Regions from separate parts of the Mus musculus genome. Here regions 2 and 3 are each linked to region 1. A link is a contact called in public capture Hi-C and promoter capture Hi-C data. All regions are on one chromosome and are shown on one strand. Each heading gives the region's core, a stretch centred on a gene start, on an enhancer-like site or on the middle of the called end of the contact. The rest is flanking DNA. Distances are from core to core; before and after follow the strand shown.

The links. Capture Hi-C pulls out chosen DNA fragments and counts their contacts.
Region 2: a contact with region 1 is called in a promoter capture Hi-C map of liver. The contact joins the promoter of Gar1 here to the promoter of Enpep in region 1. A contact is called at or near these places in 2 of 115 datasets of contacts at active chromatin or transcription factors (embryonic stem cells and extraembryonic endoderm stem cells) and 2 of 9 other capture datasets (adipose tissue and liver).
Region 3: a contact with region 1 is called in a capture Hi-C map of macrophages, with 2.5 times the contacts expected there. The contact joins the promoter of 6330410L21Rik here to the promoter of Enpep in region 1. A contact is called at or near these places in 13 of 39 promoter capture datasets (the 3T3-L1 cell line, cranial neural crest, embryonic stem cells and 6 more) and 4 of 9 other capture datasets (adipose tissue, embryonic stem cells, liver and 1 more).

Annotation. Positions count from the first base shown.
Region 1 is chr3:129,330,023-129,334,919 of GRCm38.p6, forward strand. It overlaps Enpep (glutamyl aminopeptidase), which reads right to left and starts at 2,727. Exons shown (of 20, transcript NM_007934.3): 1 at 1,840-2,727. The coding sequence starts at 2,459.
Region 2 is chr3:129,829,009-129,833,905 of GRCm38.p6, forward strand. It overlaps Gar1 (GAR1 ribonucleoprotein), which reads right to left and starts at 2,388. Exons shown (of 7, transcript NM_026578.3): 1 at 2,110-2,388; 2 at 1,587-1,845; 3 at 329-483. The coding sequence starts at 1,833.
Region 3 is chr3:129,751,294-129,756,190 of GRCm38.p6, forward strand. 6330410L21Rik (RIKEN cDNA 6330410L21 gene) reads left to right here and starts at 2,465. Exons shown (of 5, transcript NR_040589.1): 1 at 2,465-2,630; 2 at 3,169-4,340. It overlaps Egf (epidermal growth factor), which reads right to left and starts at 4,029. Exons shown (of 24, transcript NM_010113.4): 1 at 3,524-4,029. The coding sequence starts at 3,671.

The DNA of each region.
Region 1 (4,897 bases), core at 1,477-3,976:
AGAATATTAGAAGCACAGAAGTTCAACAATAGAATCAGAGAGAATTCAATGCATTTATGAGATGAGACAGTGCACAATTTTTAATATCAGGCTCTTCTAAATAATTAAGACAAAAGAAAAGGCTTATATATTAAATTTTTAAATCCATATAGATAGATACCGACGTATAAATGTAACTCAGCCTCAAGTTTGATTGCCTAGGAAAGTATGTGCGGATTAACACATTAGTGGGTGAGCTGTAAAAATGGTTCTACGTCTTGCTATGCTGTTATTTTTTTTTTTAATGGGAGGGGAGGGGTCAATGAGTTTGGTGGCTAGCATGGCAGATCTCTGTGGTCCTTATCATGGTTTTCCTTCCGTTATCCTTTCTACTTAGTGTGCCCACGCACCACACAGAACGTGAGGCTGAGTCCTCACTCTGATAAATAGTAGGAAGAAATTTGACCAAGAGATTTTCCTTTGCTCCAAAGGATGCTCCAGACAACAGAGGAAAGGAATTCACAGAGGATTGACCCTGGCTCCAGTTTTGAAAGGTGACATGCAGCTTTTTTTTTTTCAGTCATTTAACTCTGCAGAATCTCTGGAGGCAAATGTCTAAGCAAGTTCAAGTCCAGAGACAACTCAAGTGTAGCATGGCCTGGGTCCCTGGTCACCTCTCACAGGGCAGTGGTTTTGTGAATTCAAGGAAGGAGCTTACACCGTTTACCAAGAACTGATAAAAGCCACTGGGTCACGTGAATATCAGATAGAAAGTAATAGATTAGGTAGAATATATTAGTTTTATAATTATAATTATTTAATGTATATTTTAAACACTTCTGCTTGGGACACTGCAGGGAAGAAAAATACTTGTGGCTGCCTGTTATGTGGTAAAGGCTTGGTTAGCATTACTATTGCCTGCTTAGTGATAGTTGGCAGCTCCAAGGTTTATCCATATGCCATCACTGATCCAGGTTTTAAGCATTCCCCGAAAGCCTAGTTAGAAACATAGTTCTGATCACAGAAGAAGAGAAAACACAGCCAGGCTTTTCTTCTTAGATGAACACCTAAGGACCCGTCATATCTTTTGTAATTTTCGTTACGATTCTTCTCCAGTAAACTGCACGAAATAACAATTGACACTTAATGTAATTGTCATTGCAAATGAAATTGTCATCCCTTGTGAAATCACTGTGATATAGCCCCAAAACACCAGTAGTGAAATTTATCAAATACTTATATTCATAAACCTCTGAGGCACTTTGTGTGGATGTGTAGAGTCAGATGCAGTTGCGATTTATCCCGGTGTCATTAATAAATTCTCTACAACTGGCATTGTATTTACAATTATTCACTATTACTGAATTCTCTACAACTGGCATTGTATTTACAACTTCGAGTTGGTGATACATTTTCAAATTACAAGAAGGCAAAACATCTTACTTCTCAGATGAACAAGCAGAATTGAAAGCAAGGGCAGATAGGGATCAGACCCACAAAACACAAGAGATGGGAAGCAAAGAGAAAAGGCAAAAATAAACACTGCAGAAACTGGGTTCAGAGGAAGCACCACACAGCACTGTATTGCACCGCACACAGAACAACACAGCACAGCACCACACTGCATCACACCTCGTCCCACCACACACAGCATAACACAGCACCACACTGCACATAGTAGCACATACAGCTCAGCACCGCACCGCACCGCACACAGAACAAAACAACACAACACAACACAACACAACACAACACAACACAGCACAGCACCACACTGTATCACACCTCGTCCCACCACACACAGCATAACACAGCTCTGCACTACACACAGTAACACACACAGCACCACACAGCACATACCTGATTTGCCCGTCCTCCATGTAGGTGGTTTTGTAAAAACCCACAAGGGAACCGTTCAGCCAGCCTTTAAACTCCATGGTCAGCCGATAGACACTGTCCCCACTGGTGGCCGCAAGGTCTTCTGCAGCCTGGATCACCACGTACTCCTGCTTCTTATACTCGAAGCACCGTCGAATTGGTACCTGCTCCCCAGAGGGCCTCCTTAGCTCCGGCAGCTTGGTGATCTTGGTCTCCCTGATGTGGAGCCATAGGTCACGAGTGGGTTTGCTCAAGTTGACAGAGATGGTCACTATTCCCGTGTACCTGTCTTCCTCCATCAGGGCCTTCACCTCCAGGTCGTAGTGAACTGGATTGATGAAGTCAGGCAGCCTGAAGTTTTTCCATTCTCCGCTTTCATCTTCACTGTCAGGGCAGACATTCTGGTCCTGAGGAGGGAGGGCAGTGCTGGCTTCCGGAGGAGGTTGGGAAGGAGCTGGGGTTGTGTCCTGCTCACACGACCTGGTCAAACCCACAGAAAGTCCCACTATTAATCCAACTGCCACCACTACTCCACAGATGATGGCCACGTGTTTGCCTTTAATGCAGTATTTCTTGGAGGGCTCTTCCTCTGCAAAGTTCATTTTCTCCCCCGAAGTCAGATGTTACACATGAAAGGATGTTAAATTTAACTAACTTTCCTTGTCAGCTGACTTCCCTTTTCAATTGGAAGGCGTCCGATCCCTGGCAGCTTGGCTTCGCTTTCCCACACCTCTCCCTCTTCCCGGTCCTGCTCGTCCCCACCGGCCACTCCAGGATGAATGCGGAGACCAAGGAGTAGGATGGAGACGCAGAAGAGAAGCTGACTTGAAGGAGGAGGACTGATGAGAATGTTGGCTCAGCGCTATATAAACAGCGTCTCCCCAGGCCTGCCCCTTCTGAACTGGAGCGAGTTAAATATAAAACAGGGCTTGAGCTTATCGGCCAATACAGCAAAGGGGTGGGGGTTGGGAGAGGTGGAGATGTTGCCAAACCTCTGTCAGCTTCAGAGAAATCACTTGGCAAAGAGGTGTGCTTACGATAGAAAACGCAACCTTTGCCATCAGATCTAGGGCTTCTTCTTGCTGTGTGAGCAGCCGGGCTCTCTCAGCCAAAGGGCTTCTTAAATTTCACTATTTTATTAGGTTGCTTGCCAAAGAAGCTAAGCGTGATTTTTTTGTTGTTTTTTTTTTTTTTTTCTCCTCCTCTTTTCCTTCAAATTATGTAAACATTCCATTTCTGCCCTCTGCGGAAATCATATCTTAGAGTTCGATACTTGGAGGAGTTTCTAAGTTTAAGGATCATTTAGTCAGTCAGTGACAGAGTTACAGGACCAGGTAGTCCAAGGCAGGTAGATGGAAGGCAGAAGGGGAAATGCGAAGCAACTGGCCAGGTCAGGAAAGCCGAAAAAGGGGAAGGAGAGTGAGGGGGGGAGGGGGAACTTTGGAAAGTCTGAGAGTTTGTCCCAAAACGAGAGTATGCTCTGCAAACTTAGGAATAGTATGTCAGCTTTGGAGCAGATAGCAGCTGTAATGGCTGGCCCTACCAGAGAGCCATTAGCAATGATGTCATTGGTAGGGAGTGAAGGTATGCATAGAGGATTACAACTTCTTATGAGTAGCCAAGTTGCAAACACTAGCCATTGCTGACAATGGCAATGCAAACGTAATGTAGCTATGGAGGTTTTGAGAATTATATATAGTATTTTCTATAAGGTACTTTATAGAAACTAGCATACAAATTTTTTCCCACAATCCCATGCAATTGATTCTATTTGGCTGCCTGTTATAGAGATGGTGAAGGACACGCAGCTGGCAGTAGCAGAATTGGTGTCTGAGTTGAAGGGCCATGTAGTTACTGCACTGCACAGATTTTCTTATATAAAGAGAAGGAATATTCAAGATTAAATGATTATTAAAGGCTTAGCATTTTCCAAAGAGCAATTCCCATGGTCTAGGTAAGATAACATTAAAATCTCTGTCTGGGGAGATGGCTTAGTAAGTTTGTGCCTTGCAGCAGGCACGAAGGCCTGAGTTTGGTTACTAGTACCCACATTAAAAAAAAAAAAACAAACAAACGAACAAACAAACAAGCCCAAGTATAATGGTATAAAACTCGGAATGCCAGTGTTGGAGAGGTGTAGGCAACGGGATCATTGAAGCTCACCAACTCCTCAGCCTAGCCCACTTGGCGAGTTAAGAGCAAAGCCAAGATGGTTGTCTGTCTGAGGAATGGCAGCCAAGTTTGTCCATCCTCTGCCTCCACACACATGTAAATGCACACACATACACATACATACCACACACTCACACACACACAATTAGAATCTTCTCTATTGACCTCTTTTTCTTTCTTTCCAAAGTCTTCAAATCCTGACACTGTGAGCTTCCAAGAGAGAACACACACTACAGAATAACTTCCCAGTTTAGTTCATCTGTCAGTTCACTCCCCACACCTGTCTTAATCTTCTGGGTATTTTTTTTTTTTTTGGTGAGTTCTCTATTCGAATTTACTTTTATGTATATGAGTGCTTTGCCTGCATGCATGTCTGTGCACCATGTGTGTGCATGATGCCCAAAGAACCAGAAGCTGGTGTCAGATCCCCTGAGACTTGAGTTACAGACAGTTGGTAACCGCCATGTAGGTGCCAGAAAATGAAGGGTCCTCTGGAAAAGCAGCCAGTGCTCCTAACTGCTGAGCCATGTCTCCAGCCCCTGGCAAGATGTATTTTTGAAGAACTTGTGTTCTTCCATGGAACACATTCTGAGAAATGCTTCTTTAAACCGTTCTAAATTTCAAACTAAACAAACACTAGAAAGAAAAGAAACCCTTTAATGTCGACATAGCCCACTGATCTCTAACATCTGTGAGATTTTTCTCATGAAACAGCACTGAGGCAAAAATGGAAAGAGTTCTGTCTTCTAAATTACAGGTCCATTTGCAGCTATTGATTTCATATTCTGAAATATCCTAAACTTTTCAAGATCTTGCTTGTTTTGTTTTTCCTTTAGTAAATCACCGTTAGCCCCTGAGTTCTCCCTCC
Region 2 (4,897 bases), core at 1,138-3,637, 500 kb after region 1:
TAAGAAATTTCCAAGTAGAAATGGCATTTTCTTTAAAATAATTAAAACAAAACCAAAAACCCAAGAGACAGAAGAGCCAATACAATCTGGTGGCACGTATTCAAATGGCCACCACTCCCAGAACCCAGAGGACAGCCATCTCTCCTTGGCGCATCATTTTTAAATATGGACGGATGCGCTCCCTACAGATCCTCCTCCGTGAGACTCGTCTGTAGCTTTGCTATCTCACTGAATGAAACAGTGAGTTTGCTTTGATATTTCTGGCTGGGGAGGAAGGGACACGATAATTCTTAACAAGATTGCTGACTCACCCAATCAGAAAGGATACAAAATCTCTAAGCTGTCCAAATATCTCATCCACTTTCCCGACTTGCTCTTTGTTTTCTAAGTAAACAGGGGCGTTGAAGTAGGGCACCTTGTTCTCCTCGGTGGTACATTTACACACGATGTCATCTTCACAGGGATGCATGAATTCTCCTAACACTGAAACAGCACAGAACAGACACGAGGCCACTGCAAACACTGACCAACTCGGGAATCCAGTGGGCTTTGCCACTTGTCTTTCCCCATATCTGATCCCCTCTATGGCAGAGCTCAGCTGTCAACACTGTAGTCCCAAGTTAGCATGCCACTACCAGGGGACCTAAAAGAGACTCCCCTTCTGTCTGTACACTGTAAAATGAGGCCAGTCACATCTAACTGCAGCCACACCTGATGCTAAAGCAACAGGAACAACAAACTAGGTGCTTACAATGGTGCTCACTCGCTGTCCACCAGTTACCCTGTCATGGCTGTTACAGCTGCATTCAATGCTACGTTCCATTGACTCTTCTTCCTCCCCAGCCTCAAATGTGAACCACTCTGGCTTTATTGATCCCTCCCTCCTTTCTCAGAACTCATCACCACTACCACTTCTTCACCAGTGATTATCCCTTCCTGGGAAGTGTGCAAACACAAGGCACCTCTGTTTCTGTAACCCAGGATTAATACCATTCGCCTACAAAACTAACTCCCCAACCTTAGCAACAACTAGAACCTTTTCTTCTCACTATCAGCCAAGTTCTACTTATATTTCTTTTGAAATCCCTTCTCCATCCGTGTGTCCAATGCACAGACTTCAGGCAGCATGGAACCCAGGGAACTATGAATGTGGCCCTACACAAGATAGTACACACACTTATTTACAACATGATTTTGCAGGGTGCAAGGGAATGAGTGTTCAAACTAGGCTGCATGGTTATGGAGTGTGAATTCTGTAGGTATTTTCTGGTAACTGAAAATATGAGCTACGAAAACTAAAAACTTGGCTTTGTGTTTCAACTATATCACTAAGGAATCATACTTAATCCTAAAAAGTGTTCTGCCCTTTAGAAGGAGCCAGGTACTCAATGTTGTCTAAGTCTCATCTTTTCAGTCCCAACTCAAGTTCACCTCCACACTGCATTTCGGTTCTCATGATCAGTCCCTTATACGTGTCAGGGCACTCAAGCGACTTGCCTTTCGGAGTCTTATCAACAAACGCACTAATAACTTAAACCGGATTCTATTCCCAATGCAAAGGAGGTTAAGCTCAGAAGACGACTTACAGACGACACGTTCTGGAGGCCCTTGATCTTGAAATTTATTAAAGCCTCCACGACCGCCCCCTCGTCCAAATCCTCCTCGGCCGCCGCCCCTGAAACTGCCGCCGCCGCCGCCGCCTCCGCCCCTGAAACTGCCGCCGCCGCCTCCGCCGCCCCCTCGGAAGTGGTTGTTGCTGCCGCCGCCACGGTTGAAGCCTCCGCCTCCACCACCGCGATTAAAGCCTCCGCGACCTCCGCCTCGGAAAGACATGCTCTCTCCGGCCTGGCGAAATAGACGGGCCGCTCCTCCCGGTCACCGCGGGTCGATCATTTATCTAAGTCCCCTCCGCCTCGCTCAGGCCACCAAGAAGGGGACAGCAGTAAACGCCGCCCTGCCACTCGCCCACACAGCCAAGTGGCGAGCGCAGAGAGAGCGGTGTCTTCGCCCCAGCCCCACGACCCGTGGCTCGCCACCGCATCCCATGCCTCTCCACCGCATCCCGCCCCGCGGGTGCCCTCACCCTCGCTCGCCCTCCGCCGCACTCACCGCGCCACGTGCGTCTCCAGCCTAGCCCGGCGCGCGCGCGCGGAGGGACACTTCCGGCGCGCTCAAACCTCCTCGGCCACCGTAGCCGTCCAATGTTACCAGACTAGAAATTGGAAGGGCTGGTTTGCAGGAAGGGCCCGTCACTACCGGACGCAGCGGTCCCAACGCCTTACCGAGTAGAGCACACAGCACCGGAAGAGAAACAATAGCGTCCAGCGTGACCCCCCCCCGCCCCCACCTCATCCACGCAAGGGCCACCGCGCTAGAGGTGGCGGAAGTGACGCAAAATCGCAGCGCCCTCCGTACGCGACGTTTCCGGAAGTGTGGCGGCGCGTTGCCCTTGGAAACGGAGTTGTTTGAGTCCTTCCGTGCTAACAGCTGGTGAGGCGTGTCGTCGCTGAAGCGTGCTGGCTGCAGTTGGTGCTACTCGCCGGGCTCTGTCACTTCTTGGGTTGCGAGAAGGTCCCGACCTGACTCTGCTCCACGGAGTGTTGGCCACTCAAGCGGTGCTCAGCCCAGGACGTCGGAACCTGTCACCGCCAACGGAGTTGCCTCTGTGTGTGTGTGTGTCCTGTTATTATTAAATACGAAAGGGTGTGTGTCGAAGTTGCCTGTGTGTCCGTGTTCTGTTATTATTAAATAGGAAAGGGTGTGTGTTTGTGTGTGAGATGACAGAAAGGCAACCATTTTTAAATATGGTCTCAATGTCTTCATCAAGTACGTTTTGAACTCCGAGAGACTATGCACCCATCTATAGATGACACCTCACCTCCCGTCTCCTTAACACTCTCATCTCCGACATCGGTTTCCTTACATCACTAAAACTTCACTCATCACAAAAGAAGTGACCTCTAGTTCTTAAATTTGGTTGACTTCTTTTGTATCTGTATTGTCTGAAACATCTCTTGGCATTTGACAATATCACCTTTTATTTGAAAGAAAGTAGAGACTGATCCGCATATCAGAGGATTATTGTGAATAGATTTTTGAAAGATCTTTGTAAAAGATATAGAAACATTAATAATTCCAGTATGCCAGTTACTCTAAACTGTAAACTTCTTGAAAAAGTACACACCAGTTCCAAATATTTTTAAAAATTGGGCAAATGTACTTTAAATTTAGATGTTATAACCATATATATCCAATTATATATTATATTTATAATATAATATATGTAATATAGAACATACAATTATAAAATACTGAATTATAATATATGTAATAATTACATATGTAATTTTACATGCATACACACCATATATATATATGTATACACACACACACACACACACACACATATAATCAGCACTATCCCTACCTCTATTCTAGGCTTGTGGCAATCTCTAATCAAACCTGATGGGTTTCTGTTGATTCCTGTGAAGTACCTTTGTACTGTCATAGCTGAGTTCAGCCTTTTGACACTGCTACCCTTTTTCATTGCCACTCCAAATCACTCAATATAGTCTAAGAATTCAGATGCTCAAACATCACAACAGGCAACATCTCCCATTCTGGGCCCCAGACTAAATAAATGCTTGTTGACTTAACTTCTTCCGTCTGTGCTGCATTTGATGATATAGTGAATCTAATACCATTGCTGTTTTGTATAGTCTCATACTCAGCTCCCCCATAGCCCTGCACTTTCCCTTAGCAGTGTGTCTAAAGCCGTTTACATGATTAGTAATCAGTATGTGCACTTACCATCCCTCTGCCCCATCAGGCTAGAATTGCTGCCTTGTTTTCTTTGTCTTTGTTAGACTCTTCCTCTCTCCTGAAATAGCTCCATTTTCCATCCACTAGAATAGCCCCATATTCTGACCATGGAGGAATGCTCTAAATAATTTTACTATTTACACAGCCCCTGCATAAAATTTACATACACACATATACATGCATGAATGTACACACTAGAACAATAAACTTTATATCACACAATAGTTGCGAAAGTTTTTTTAACTATGGCAAAATATACATAATATAAATCGTCATTATTCTTAAATTATTCCCTGCTATTAAGTTCATTCACACGGCTGTGCAATACAGTGCCCTTTTGAATAGAGAGTGATGTTTTCACTGTGAACCTATGGGGCTATGGAGATAGCTCAGTGGATAAGAATGCTTGCTATACAAGAAAGAAGGTCAAGGTTAAAATCTCCAGCATGCAAACAGAAGTTGAGCATTGCCCTGGATGCCTGTAACCCAAGTTTATCAAACTTTGAAAGTGAAACTTTCTTAGTTTTTCATATTCCATCATGAAAATTTCACTCTTTGTATTCTATCTCTGTCTTAAGTACTGGGATGAGTTTCTTTCTTTCATTTTCTTTTTAATACTTATCTTTAGTCATGTATAAATCTCTTTTTTTTTTTTTTGCTTTCTTCTATTTGTTCCTAAACTTACCAGTTCTACTCATTGGCTGGAGAGATGACTCAGTGGGTAAGTGTACTTGCTGCTTTTGCAAGTTGAGCTCCTAGTAACTACTTCAGGAGGTTCATGGTCATCAATAACTCTAGCTCCAGGGGATCCAATGCCCTTTTCTGAACTCCATGGGCACCTAAACACACATGACACAGACTTACACATAAATAAATAAAAATAAATCTTTTGTTGTTGTTGTTTTTCTGATACAGGGTTGCTCTGCATAGCCCAAGCTGTCCTGGAACTCACTCTGTAGACCAACCTGGCCTCAAACTCAGAAATGGGCCTGCCTCAACCTCCTAAATGCTAAGATTAAAGGCATAAGCCACCACCGCCCAGAAAATAAATCAATTTTTAAAAAGAAATTCTACT
Region 3 (4,897 bases), core at 1,215-3,714, 420 kb after region 1:
TGAGTTCCTCTACGTTCCCCAACGCCCAACTCTGAAAGTCAATGCTAAGGAGCGAACCTACTAAAGCAGACACGGTTGTATGCACCAACCCGTAATTGTCCCATCGTGATTGCCTGCTTGTAGCTCGGCTACAGAAGAGAATGCATTTTCAGAGTGCCAAGAGGCCCGTCAGGAAACAGAAAGATCCCTTGGTTTCCTTTAACAAACAAACAAACAAACAAACAAAATTTAAAGAAATTCCTTCTTCCATACCTGGCAAAAATGGCAGTCATCTGCACAGGCCTGACTCTTGAGTTCTCTTTTTATCTTGGTGCCTAGCAAATGGGACAGCTGGGAAGACATGGACTGACAGCAGACACGGTTCATCCCCAGGACTCCCAGTAAAACTCTAGTGTTCAAAACTACAGCCTAAAGAAGCTACCAGTCCGCTCTCTTGTGGTAGCATTGTTCAGGTTGGCAGTAATAATTGAAGCTAAAGTAAACAGTAGGCTGCTTCACAAGATTGGAAATTTTCTCGCAAACCTTTAGGAGTCCCATGGGAGAAAGTGTATTGTTTCTGTGGGTGACTCTGGGCGACCAAGGAACAGGACCACGTTACAGTGTTCAACAGTAATCCCAGGGAGAGGGCATAACCAGCTTTCTTTTCTGGTATAGAAAATAAGATACACCTGTCACACGTAGTAGGAGACTGAGCAAGGCTGGTTGTCTGTCTCCAGAGTTTATATTTAAAGGCAGAACACAGGTGAAACATGGTCCCGCGGTTTCTCTGCAGTCAGATGTCAAAGGAAACTTTCCTAAAACCGAGTGAAAATATAACGAAACTTTTATCTGAAAACGGCTCTGCACTGCACATGACTGGGAAGCCAACCAAACTTCAGCCCTCTCTAAAATCAGTGACTTCATTGTCTACTGTTAAAAGCACTCTCTCCAGTGAGCTGATCCCCTCCCACAATCAGTTCTCCGAGGCTGGGCTTCTTCTGAGATGTCATTTACCAAGAACAAATAACACAGGTTTAGAGGCCAGGCGGGAGCAGTTCCCTGTCCAACTGTCCTCCAGGGCAAAGAGCTCTAAAAGTTCAGAAGCCACTAGCTAACAGTGTTCCTCGACACTGATCTCAACTGCTTTTGCTTAAATAAAAGACAAGAAAGTGTTCGATTTCAAATCTGGTGAATGGAAGGAAAACCAAATCCTGTCTTTATCCCTTGCTTTGGCCGATTGGCATTTTTACACGAACAGCAACCTCAAGACTTTTTACCTGGATTTTGTTAGGCCACAAAGCATTGTTCTTGCCAGGTCAGGTTGGCCACGTAGGTGAACAGTCTCGATAACGAAGGCAAGAGGTACAAGCAGAATTTAAGTGGTGGAAAAAATAGACGATGTCACCATTATCTATTTACAGAGGAGAAAGAAATGCTATCTGCTGGAATGCAGGGGTGACAGGGTGTGACCTAGGCAGTTCTCCACTAACCCAAGATGCAGTGTGAATTAGAGGGCTTAAAGCAGTGACCTGCAGCAATGGGGAGCAATGAGGCTGAGGCACACTCTGAAGTCCACACCATGCCACTGCAGCATTCAAAATAAGGCAATTCAAGGAACTTTAGCCAAGGCACGGAATCAACCATTGGGCAAGAGATATTTCACGCTACTGCAGTCATCCCAATCATGATCCTGAGAAACAGGTATCGCTTCTCAGGGAGATTGTAAAATAACCCAACTATTAAGAAGACAACACAAACTTGAAACCGAGCTTTCTTGCTTCTAAAATCTAGTTCTTCCACACTGTGACACAATCTCCCCAAGTCATTATTTCTGTCAGAGCTTCCTGTGGATCTGATGCAAACTATCTCTGAAAAGCACTCAAGCCACCAGCCTGAGTGGGTAGAAACACAAGCCAGAGGAATTATACACTATTCCCAAGGACCAAGAACCATGCACACATCATCGTTGCTCCAGTTTCTTCCTCTTTTTAAGTTCTGCTCATGGGTCCATCTCTTCTAGCTACCAACTGTGTGATAGGCTCCCACCATTACCCCTCGCTAACCACACAGGTAGCAGGACCTGACTCTGATCACTCCCCAACTATTCCAGGGGCTCCTCCATCCAAGTAACATTCCAGTCCATGTGACACAACTGTGCCCAAAAGTTTTCTCTTCTGTCTCCAATAGCTAATGGCTCACAGGGGGGTCAGTTCTGTCTTGTTAACCCTTTTCTGACATTATTTTCTGAGTCTAAGCAAAGTGGAAGTGCCCTAGGTCCTGGGGATAGACATGGAATTAGTAGTCACTTCTTCAAATCTGGAGTTTTGCTCTGCGGTTGCAACTGATAGTTCCTGGTACCACTCCGAGCCTATGGGCATGCACACCCGATTTCCTTATGCGCAGCTCCTCTGAACGACTCTGGTTGGAGGTCCCCATAGCAGCTGCAGAGCTCTGGCACTCTCATTCCCATGATTCTCTTCTGTCTACCCTGCAGAGATTTCTCTTCTGAAAACACAGTATGTCCTTGTCAATCTACTTTATTGATTTGTTTGCTTGCTTGCTTGCTTGCTTGTTTGTTTGTTTAGGAACTCAGACCCTATCTTAACTGAGCAGGAGGATAAGAAATGAGTGAACCGTGGTGGTACGCACAGGTAATCCCAGCCCTGGGGGAAGCACAGCATGTCCCCGGACAGTCTGAGCTGCAGAGGGAGACGCTGTCTCAAACACACGAGTGAAAAAATGACAAGAAAGGATTTCCAGGACAGTGTGGACCCTTGCACAAATGAAGTAGCTTCCTCGCCAAAGCAGCAGGTTAGGGACTATCCCCTACCCCCAACCCCCAGCCCCGCCCCCACCCCACCCCCGCCCCCGCCCCACCAGGTTAAGAATCAACAGTGAGAAAATGTTTCCAAGTGTTAGGTGCCCTAGTGTGCAATCAGAACAATTCCTGATTCCTCTTGGAGAAAACGCTGTTTGTAGGAGCCCAGTGGAGGCTCATTTACTCCTTGTCACTTCTCAGCTTGCAGAGTCACGGTGCACCTGTTACTAAGAACCCAAGAGCGGGGTCAACGCTTCAGAGTAGGGAAGATCAGAGGCTGAACTTGACACTGGGCTTTGTTGGTTTTGTTTTTGTTTTGTTTAAAAAAAAAAAAACCCATTCATTGACTTTTGCCATTTTCTGCTATGAAGTAACCAGAAGGAAGACTTTTCAACAACAAGATCGGCTGCCACCATATGTTCCCCCAGTTTCTAATACAGAGCAGATCAGCTAGGTGTTACTATCTCCCCAGAATCAAGACTGAGGTTAAACAAACATTCAGCTGGTTTTAAGTGAGGCTTTGTCATGCACAGAACAGTGGAGAACGGTGACATTTCGTAATTGGTAGCATCAACCAACACACACACTTCAGAACACACAACTTAAGCAAACACGCACACCCAACGACAAACCAGGGGGGAAAGGCGCAGGTGTACAAGGTAGAGCGAGCAGACACCTAGAGGCATTGTCCCGGACAGGGTGGGCTCCTGTTCTTGGATTACTTACCGGCACAAGTCCCGCTTCTCTCGCTTCTCTCGAGAGGACCTGGCTGACAGTTCCCGGTCTGCCATGCTGTGACGCTGAGTATGCTAATCTTTAAAAACACCAGCAGGAAGGCGAGCAACAGCCAGGTTGGCCTTCGGCCCCAGGGCATCTTTTATTTAGCTGCCTTTCCAGGTCCTTCTGCACCTCTCGAGAGCCTCTGAGTGCAGCCGGAAAGGCTCCGGGAGAGTTCTTTGTCTCACTTTTTTTTTCCCTTTGGACAGCAATAAGAAGTACCTGACACCCGTATGACAAATTTCCCAGAGCCTAAGAGCCCTGCAAGGCCTGCAGGTGACTGATTTCTCCCTGAGACAGGCACAACCAGGCAAAGGATGAAAGAGAAACGAGACAGGAAAGAATTGATGGAAAGTTCCAAGCCCCACCGGGATGAGGGATGGTGCTAACAACGAAATATGCAGATAGGATTCCTTCCCTATATACAGATAGGAATCCCTTCTCCTTTTGGAACCCAGAGAGACTCTGCTCTCCTTTTTAAAGCTCTTCTGGCTCCACCTCCTCTTCTTTAGTGACACTTGAGCAAGCAGACAAGCCTCTTTGCAAACACCATGAGAGCAATTCCACCAGAGCAAGCAGGAAGGCAGGGCAGGGTGCCAGAGAGGAGATAGCTGCTACTCACTAAAAATATTCAGGGTAGAGAAGGGGGAAAGAGCAATTTGGGGGTGTGGCACAGCTAATGGTTCCAGGGACCTGCTGAGTACTGCTTATGTCTGAGGATCTTGAAGAACAGAGACAAAATTAAACCACACTTTTTAAATCAAAGGTGAGTAACACCATCAACAATTCAGACAATTTATCATCATTGATCATGAATGTGAGCGATGTCAAGGAGAGCTCGCTTTCAGCTCATTATTTGAAGGAAGTGTCAAGGGCGGCTCGCATGCCTGGAGCTTAATCTTAGTTCTCTCTCCTGTATATTTTATAGTGGAATTTGTAAGATTATTCTTTCCATACCAAAGGGAAATCCCTGTAGCCAAGTGAAGAGATACAATGTAGACAGATACTTTTTCTTTCAGCACTCCTGTAATAAAACATCACCGTGGGTCAGGAGAACAGGGAAAGGGGTGGAGTGTTATGACTGAGCTGTACTGGAAAAAGAATACAAGGGAATTGTGTCAAAGCTGGGAGCCCCAGGAAGCACAGTAGAGTGGAAATCCTCAGACAACTCGGGCCATCTATCACATCTCAGTGATAGAAAACAATTAAGTTGGCTCTCCACTGGCTGTCTCCTTCAGCACCTCTACACAGACCAAACCACTGCTCCTTCAGGAATATACATAGAATCCCCAAATACTCAGCTCTGGTCAGCCATTTCAGCAG